2 separate regions of the Ctenopharyngodon idella genome follow, and region 2 is linked to region 1. The links are chromatin contacts, called in public Hi-C maps. All regions are on one chromosome and are shown on one strand. Each heading gives the region's core, a stretch centred on a gene start, on an enhancer-like site or on the middle of the called end of the contact. The rest is flanking DNA. Distances are from core to core; before and after follow the strand shown.

Region 1 (3,493 bases), core at 296-2,795:
TCAGGTTATTTGTTCAGCTCATACTGCTTGTATGCATATTTCAGTTTAAAAACAAGTTATACTATGTATCCAACACTGCCATGTATAATGTAGGACGGGATTTGATTTTGACCATGGGGAATTGATTGGATGATTGTGGTTTGCGATTGCGAGAACACATTATTGATTTCATGGTGACATTAAAGTCATGAAAGTTCATCATGAAGGTTTATTTTTGCATGCGTTTAAAGCCATATCAGTTGATATCTGGTTTTCTGACTGCACACATCCGGAGTACAGTGCCGTGTGGGTTTTGAACTATGTTCTCTTTCAACTGTCAAATACACACAAGGTTATGTCAAAAACACACAAAGTTCACATAAACACAGTCAGTTATGTCTGCGAACGTAAACCGCAGGGAAAGAAATCGCATGTGTACATTAGATCTGTGTATTAAAGTGAGAGCAGCATAATATATAGTACCTACTGTTGTTATTATGAACCAAACAACAAAAGAAAACAGAAAATCACTCACTGCTCCTGATTGAATAACTTAAGTAGCTTTAATAAGAATACATTTGACTTAAATGCTGCTGGTAAATGCTCTGGCGAGGAGATAAACATGGTGGACTCTGTACAGCTCACTCAGGTCCCCTTTAAGACATTATAAACATAAACAGTGCGTTTTTCTTTAAAGCTAATTACAAATACAATTGACTTGACTTTAATTTCAAGTAATTTAAAATCTAAACTTCCCAAACTTCCACTTACTTTAATGATAAAAAAAAAAAAAGTTTCCAGCACAATATGGGGGACTTCCAAACACTTTACACTCATGCCAACATCAACAATACTGGCATTGTTATGCCAACTTTTACAGCCACAGAGTGACTAGGCACATTCCCCTTCTAAGCATTTAGTACAGAAATGGTTTAAAGAAATTACATCTGCAGTAATAGCTGACATAGCTTTCAGAAATGTGCCATTTGCTTAATTGCAATGAAACATTGATGGCATATAAAGTTGACCTCAGATCTGTCTGTAGCACCCTTTTTAACTGCTGGATTGATACTAGATTTTAGACAACTCTGCTGCCATACATAAGAAATAATATTAAAAATAACTAAATAACTGACATTATTTGAGTAGAAACGTATAACGTATCATATAAAAACATATAAAAGCCGGTTTCAGTCTCCATATGTCATATCAGGTATACTGGCAATGTATCAGGTGATGTTTATGACGCACATCAGCCACCTGATGATCATGCGTGAGTGAATGAAAAGCACATCAAACGTGAATTACAGACGTTATCCGAATAGGCCTAATGTTACTCCATCAGAAACAAAAATATAATTTAGCTACTTACGAATTTCCCAAGAATTCATGAAATTTTATCTTGCCGATTGTAGTCTCTGCTTCAAAATTAGGGAACACGTCTCCTAACAGAATTCCAGGCATGACTGTTTTCCGCTACGCTTTATTCTCGTCAGCACATGTAACCATGAAATGGAAGGCTTATATACCAGGAAGTCAGGGGCGTGCGCGTGTGGGCGGACAATTCTGATTGGACGAAACACCGTCGCCTCCGTGAGGTCAAAGTTTAAATTCGCACTTCAACATTTGCACTTCAAAAGTCTTGTAGATTGTGTAAAATGCAATCATGTCTTTTCTGCACAATTGATTATTTTATTATTGCATATGGACGAATATACAACTGAATATATATATATATATTGTTTTATGGTGCTAAATTTTATACACCTTCTACCTTATTTTAATTATTCTCAGGTTAGGCAAAGCAAGTCGAATCTGTCCTAATTCATAAGTATTTGAAATCTCATACTAAATAGGTCTCAGAAGACTTCTCCGTGGTCTGTTCAGCTTAATTTAGAAATCAGAGACTTTTTTGGCAGGCGAGCTTTCTAGTTATAGGTAATATAGTTTTATTAATTACAGGTTAAGTAGTTTACATACAATACACTAAATAAAGAAATAAAATTAAATAAAATTATAGTCAACACTTAGGTTACAAGCGTTTGTCTGCAGGAGGTGCTATAACAGCAAGTTATCTAACACCGGAGAGGCCGTTCTTTAAGAATCAGCGTCTGACCTCTTTTTCTTCTCCTAGTCTTTTTTAGACAACACAAACCACTGATGTTATGACATATGAAAAATCCCCTCATAAATCATCAGTCCTTTACAGTTAATTGGTCAAATCTGAAGTCCTGAGCTGTCATAAGCTCGGGAAAGCACCTTATAATTTGCTTATATAGAGCCCGCTGTTTTCTTGTCCTTCTTTTTTGGGCCCTCATCCTCTGCCGTTGTCTGCTCCTCGTCTGCAAGACATCACTTCAGGGTAATACCTGCTTTTCTATCTAATACATATATTTTTCCTCTCTAATCTACTAACATGCTATTAACAAATGCATTACAATACCAGTTGTCTTTCATTCTTTAATAAGTAATTAATACATGCTTTAATAAAGGCGTTACAATTCCAGTTGTCTTTCATTTTTTTTATAAACAGATATCACTCAATTCTATTCTTCACACATAATTTCCAACAAGCTGTCTCTGTTATATTTTTTTAATAAACAGATATCTCTCAATTCTATTCTTCACACATTATTTCCACCAAGTTGCTTCTGTATATATTTCTTTAATATAAACCGTTATTATTCTTGTCAATCATTTATTTCAATAAATGTTTTTCCAATTAAGTTTCTGTAGTTGTGTTTTTCTTTTTTATTAATCTACTACTCTTATAGACAAGAAATGTACTTTCAGCATCAAAGTTGCATTATTCCAATGAAGCACGGTGTGGCTATCAACAACAATATATATATATATATGTGTGTGTGTGTGTGTGTGTGTGTGTGTGTGTGTGTGTGTGTGGTATATAAGAATATAACCTTCCCAATAACAATGATCTCGGCTTCTATATGTCAGTTTATTTAACAATATTTATAAACATATATATATATATATATATATATATATACATACATATATATATATTTATATATATATATATATATATATACACACATATATATATATATATATACATATACAGGTGCTGGTCATATAATTAGAATATCATCAAAAAGTTGATTTATTTCACTAATTCCATTCAAAAAGTGAAACTTGTATATTATATTCATTCATTACACACAGACTGATATATTTCAAATGTTTATTTTTTTTTTCATTTTGATGATTATAACTGACAACTAAGGAAAATCCCAAATTCAGTATTTCAGAAAATTAGAATATTGTGAAAAGGTTCAATATTGAAGACACCTGGTGCCACACTCTAATCAGCTAATTAACTCAAAACACCTGCAAAGGCCTTTAAATGGTCTCTCAGTCTAGTTCTGTAGGTTACACAATCATGGGGAAGACTGCTGACTTGACAGTTGTCCAAAAGACGACCATTGACACCTTGCACAAGGAGGACAAGACACAAAAGGTCATTGCAAAAGAGGCTGGCTGTTCACAGAGCTCT
Region 2 (3,493 bases), core at 658-3,157, 190 kb before region 1:
TGGTAAACTTAAGTACTCCTGGTTGATCTTATTTACAAATAACAATGAGTGAAACCTCATTAATGAACTTTTTTTTTCAGAAAAAAGAAACTGCTGAAGTTGGACTAACTCAAAGAAAAAGTCAATTCCATTCAGTTTAAGAACAAAAAAAAAACAAAAAAAAAAAGGTACAATATGTAACTCAGAAGTCAGGCAGCTTTTAGCAAAAGTTTAGCGGACAGAACTTCTTGCTTGGTGAGCCAGACATTTATATATCCCTATTGTACGGTAGTCATGTCCCCTGTTTTACTCCTATAATACTGAGTGCTCCTTTTCAAGCGGATAGGTCCATGCACAACCTGGTCGAAGTGAACAAGGATAAGTCTCTTAAAACATGTAACAGAGTGAGTCTCATGCTCTCTGTCGCACCGAGTTCGTGAAGTTTTGAACTCCCCGAAAGTCCAGTCAGAACATCCTTTTACGGCACGCGGCCGGCCGGACGGTCCCGGTCCCAGCGGGCTATAATGCCAGCAGTCGCGGCGGCTCGCAGACATAAAGCCCCTGAAGTTTGTCCCTTGCGTCTTTTTAAGTGAACTCAAATGTCCTCCGGTTCTTTTCAGAAAGTCTGCAGCTGTTGCGTCAACATAAGCTGGCAGCCGCTGTTGACGTGGTTCATGACTTTCTGCTTGAGCTGTGCCACTTGCTCGCGCAGCATGTTGGCGGTGGACGCCAGCTCCGAGTTCTGGGACTTCAGGGTCTTGACTTTGTCCTCCAGCCGGGAGATCCTCTCAAGTTTCCTCTTCCGGCATTTGGATGCGGCGATTCGGTTCCTCATGCGCTTCCTCTCGGCTTTAATCCGCTCCTGGCTCTCCATGTCAATGGGGGAGAGAGGTGGGGTCTCGCCGGGCATCTCCGGCACCGTCTGGGGCTCCTCTTTCAGCGCCTGAAGCCGCGGGTGCTGCACGGGCAGCTGCGTGTTGACGGTGTGCTGCGGCGGGGCGCTCGTGTAGCTCATCGCGGGGTTGGCCGTGCTGATGGCGGGGTTGAAAGTGTTCAGGTCCGCGTACACCGGCGGATCGGAGCGCATGGACGAACTGTACACGGCGCCACCGGCAATGGACGACACGGGTGCCATGCTGTTGTTGATGGTCGTTTGGGGAGCCGAGGTGACGTTGGGCATGTGCTGGTGATGCAGCTCGGCCAGTGCCCTCACAAAGCCCTCCGCGAAGCCCTCCTGCTCGTCGGTCACGTTCTTGGGACACAGAAACTGGGTCGGAGTCGGCGTTGTAGTGATCAGGCCGTTGCTAGACTGGATGATGAGCCTCTCCAACTCCGGAGAAGCCAGCTTGAGCAGTCCCACGTCCGGGGAGGTGAGGATGTCGCTGGCTTTGGCCCTCAGGTGGGGCTTCAGGTTGCCGGCTGGGTCGGTCAGATTCAGCGTCATGTTGTGTTTCAGAGCCTTGTGGTTGTATCCAAAAGGAGCGCTGTCATGCTGAGAGAAAGCGCTGTTTACAGAGTCATCGTAGAAAGTAGTTTCCATCTTGGTAGACATAGAAGAGAAAACGAAACTTTTTAGTTCAAAAGTAGTCTTTCACAAGCACTAAAGCAGTGTCCGCTTCAGCAACAAGCGCCGCGGTAAGAATCGCAAAGTTCGTAAACTCCCCGTCCCGCGAGAAACTTACTGCGTAAAGTTATCGCCCAGTGTCCCGAACTCTTCTCGCGGATAGAAAGCTCTTCCACCGCCGCTGCCGCGCGTCCTGTGATGCCAGTGGATAAACAGCGCGGAGCCGAAAAGTTTTCTTGTTTATGTGTTAGTTCAAGTTGTGTTGCCTAGATGTTTCACTGTGGCGAGATCTGTATACTCTGAGCTTCTCCAGCGTGGAGGCAAACCTTATCTGCTACCGCTGCCCCGCTAAAAATAGCAATGATGTCATGCGCACAGTCTCTTATTGGCTGGAGGCGGTTTACTGGGCGTTCCACAATTTCAGATAAGGCGCGTTGCCTTGACGACCACCACCAGAAGATTCTTCTCGCGGTGGCTGATGGGATGAGGTAATGCTGTAAGGCGAAGAAGCGTTGCATTGCATTCTGGGATTACGTATTGTTTTTGAATATCTGGTTACCCGCTTAGCTGTTTTAGACCGTGGCAGTGGCGGGATAGATACAAAGAAGCCGAGTAATGTATAACGTGTTACTTTTTAACTTATTTTTTTCATGTCACGACGTTTCAGTTTGAGAAGAAGAGGGAGCATAAGTGTATGAAGAGTGCATTGCCGCGTATATTTGAGAGTTGGGCAATTTCATAAGACGCAGCCGTCCGTGAAATAACATGTGAAACACTTTCAGGATTAGGGGACGAGTTACTTTATGAATTGTTTATATATGTTAAGATACACTCTCGTGTGGCGCGAAGAAACAGGGCAATTGTCTGCTGTTTTATGGCAAAGTGCATTTGCTCCGTCAGGTCAGCCAATGGTTTTGAAAAGGGGCGTGTCTTATCGTGGACTGACAGCGTGCCACAAGGTCCATCGTCCGTCTCCGTGACAGTCCCTAGAGATCCTCTCAAAACTACATACACAAGTGTTAAACGTCAATGTTTAAACCACAACCGCAAACTAATCAAATTCAACGTGACAATTGTTAAGTAACTTTTAAGAAGGATTCCATACTAGTTTGGAATGTTTTCACTCAATTTACATGAGTCTTAAACTTATGTAAAGATGTAATTACACGTTTATTTGTATTTAATGTTGAGGTGGACGTTTGTATGCTTGTCCGGTAGGCTACGTATATTTGTTGCCGTTAACAACATGATGTAAAACTCTGATACTGCCGTTAACATAAATATAACAAAACAGTCTGAAATATAGTACATAACATCCATAAGACACAGATAAGATCGTTTTTTGTCACCACAGGGACTTATCGATAGTCTCTGGCACATTTCACTTTGTTGCGACAGATCAAGTGTTTGTGCACGTAAACATGACATTGCGCGTCACTGACTGAATACAAAATATGGACTTTAATACACAGAGTTAATGCTTTAGCATTACGTACAAACGTTTGTCATGCTAATAAAGCTATTTTAATTTGAGTTCATACTTGTTCTCTTTAGTTTAACACCTTTTTGTACAAATATAGCTATGATAATCATCCCTGCTAATTTTCTCTGAATGTATAATGACAAATAAACATCAAACCAATAAGTTAAGAACCATAAGTTAGTTCTTTTATTACTTTATTGAACATACAGTGAATTTAGAACAAATCTAAGATACACAAATAACATTAGTATATGTAACAATACATACATAGATACATACAAGAATTACAAAATATATGAACTAGCCTAATGAAAGTGAAGAGCCAATTCATATTTATGTTTTTTGATTCTTATTTAATATTTTTAGTTTAATTTAAATCACATCTCAATTTATACTTCAGTTTTCATGAGTGTTTTTAAAACTAGCCAAAAGAATTATACAAAATAGCGGTATAATAACGGTATAAT

What was found. Hi-C and Micro-C count contacts between places; a contact is called where the count stands out from the background.
Region 2: a contact with region 1 is called in a Hi-C map of muscle, with 2.8 times the contacts expected there. The contact joins the promoter of jun here to the promoter of prdx6 in region 1. A contact is called at or near these places in 2 of 2 Hi-C or Micro-C datasets (both in muscle).

What each region holds. Positions count from the first base shown.
Region 1 is chr20:5,359,382-5,362,874 of HZGC01, reverse strand. prdx6 (peroxiredoxin 6) reads right to left here and starts at 1,545. Exons shown (of 5, transcript XM_051875918.1): 1 at 1,352-1,545. The coding sequence starts at 1,443.
Region 2 is chr20:5,550,124-5,553,616 of HZGC01, reverse strand. It overlaps jun (Jun proto-oncogene, AP-1 transcription factor subunit), which reads right to left and starts at 1,907. Exons shown (of 2, transcript XM_051875911.1): 1 at 1,662-1,907; 2 at 1-1,519. The coding sequence starts at 1,519. The coding sequence ends at 596. The region is part of intron 1 of LOC127502698 (a long non-coding RNA gene); the gene reads left to right.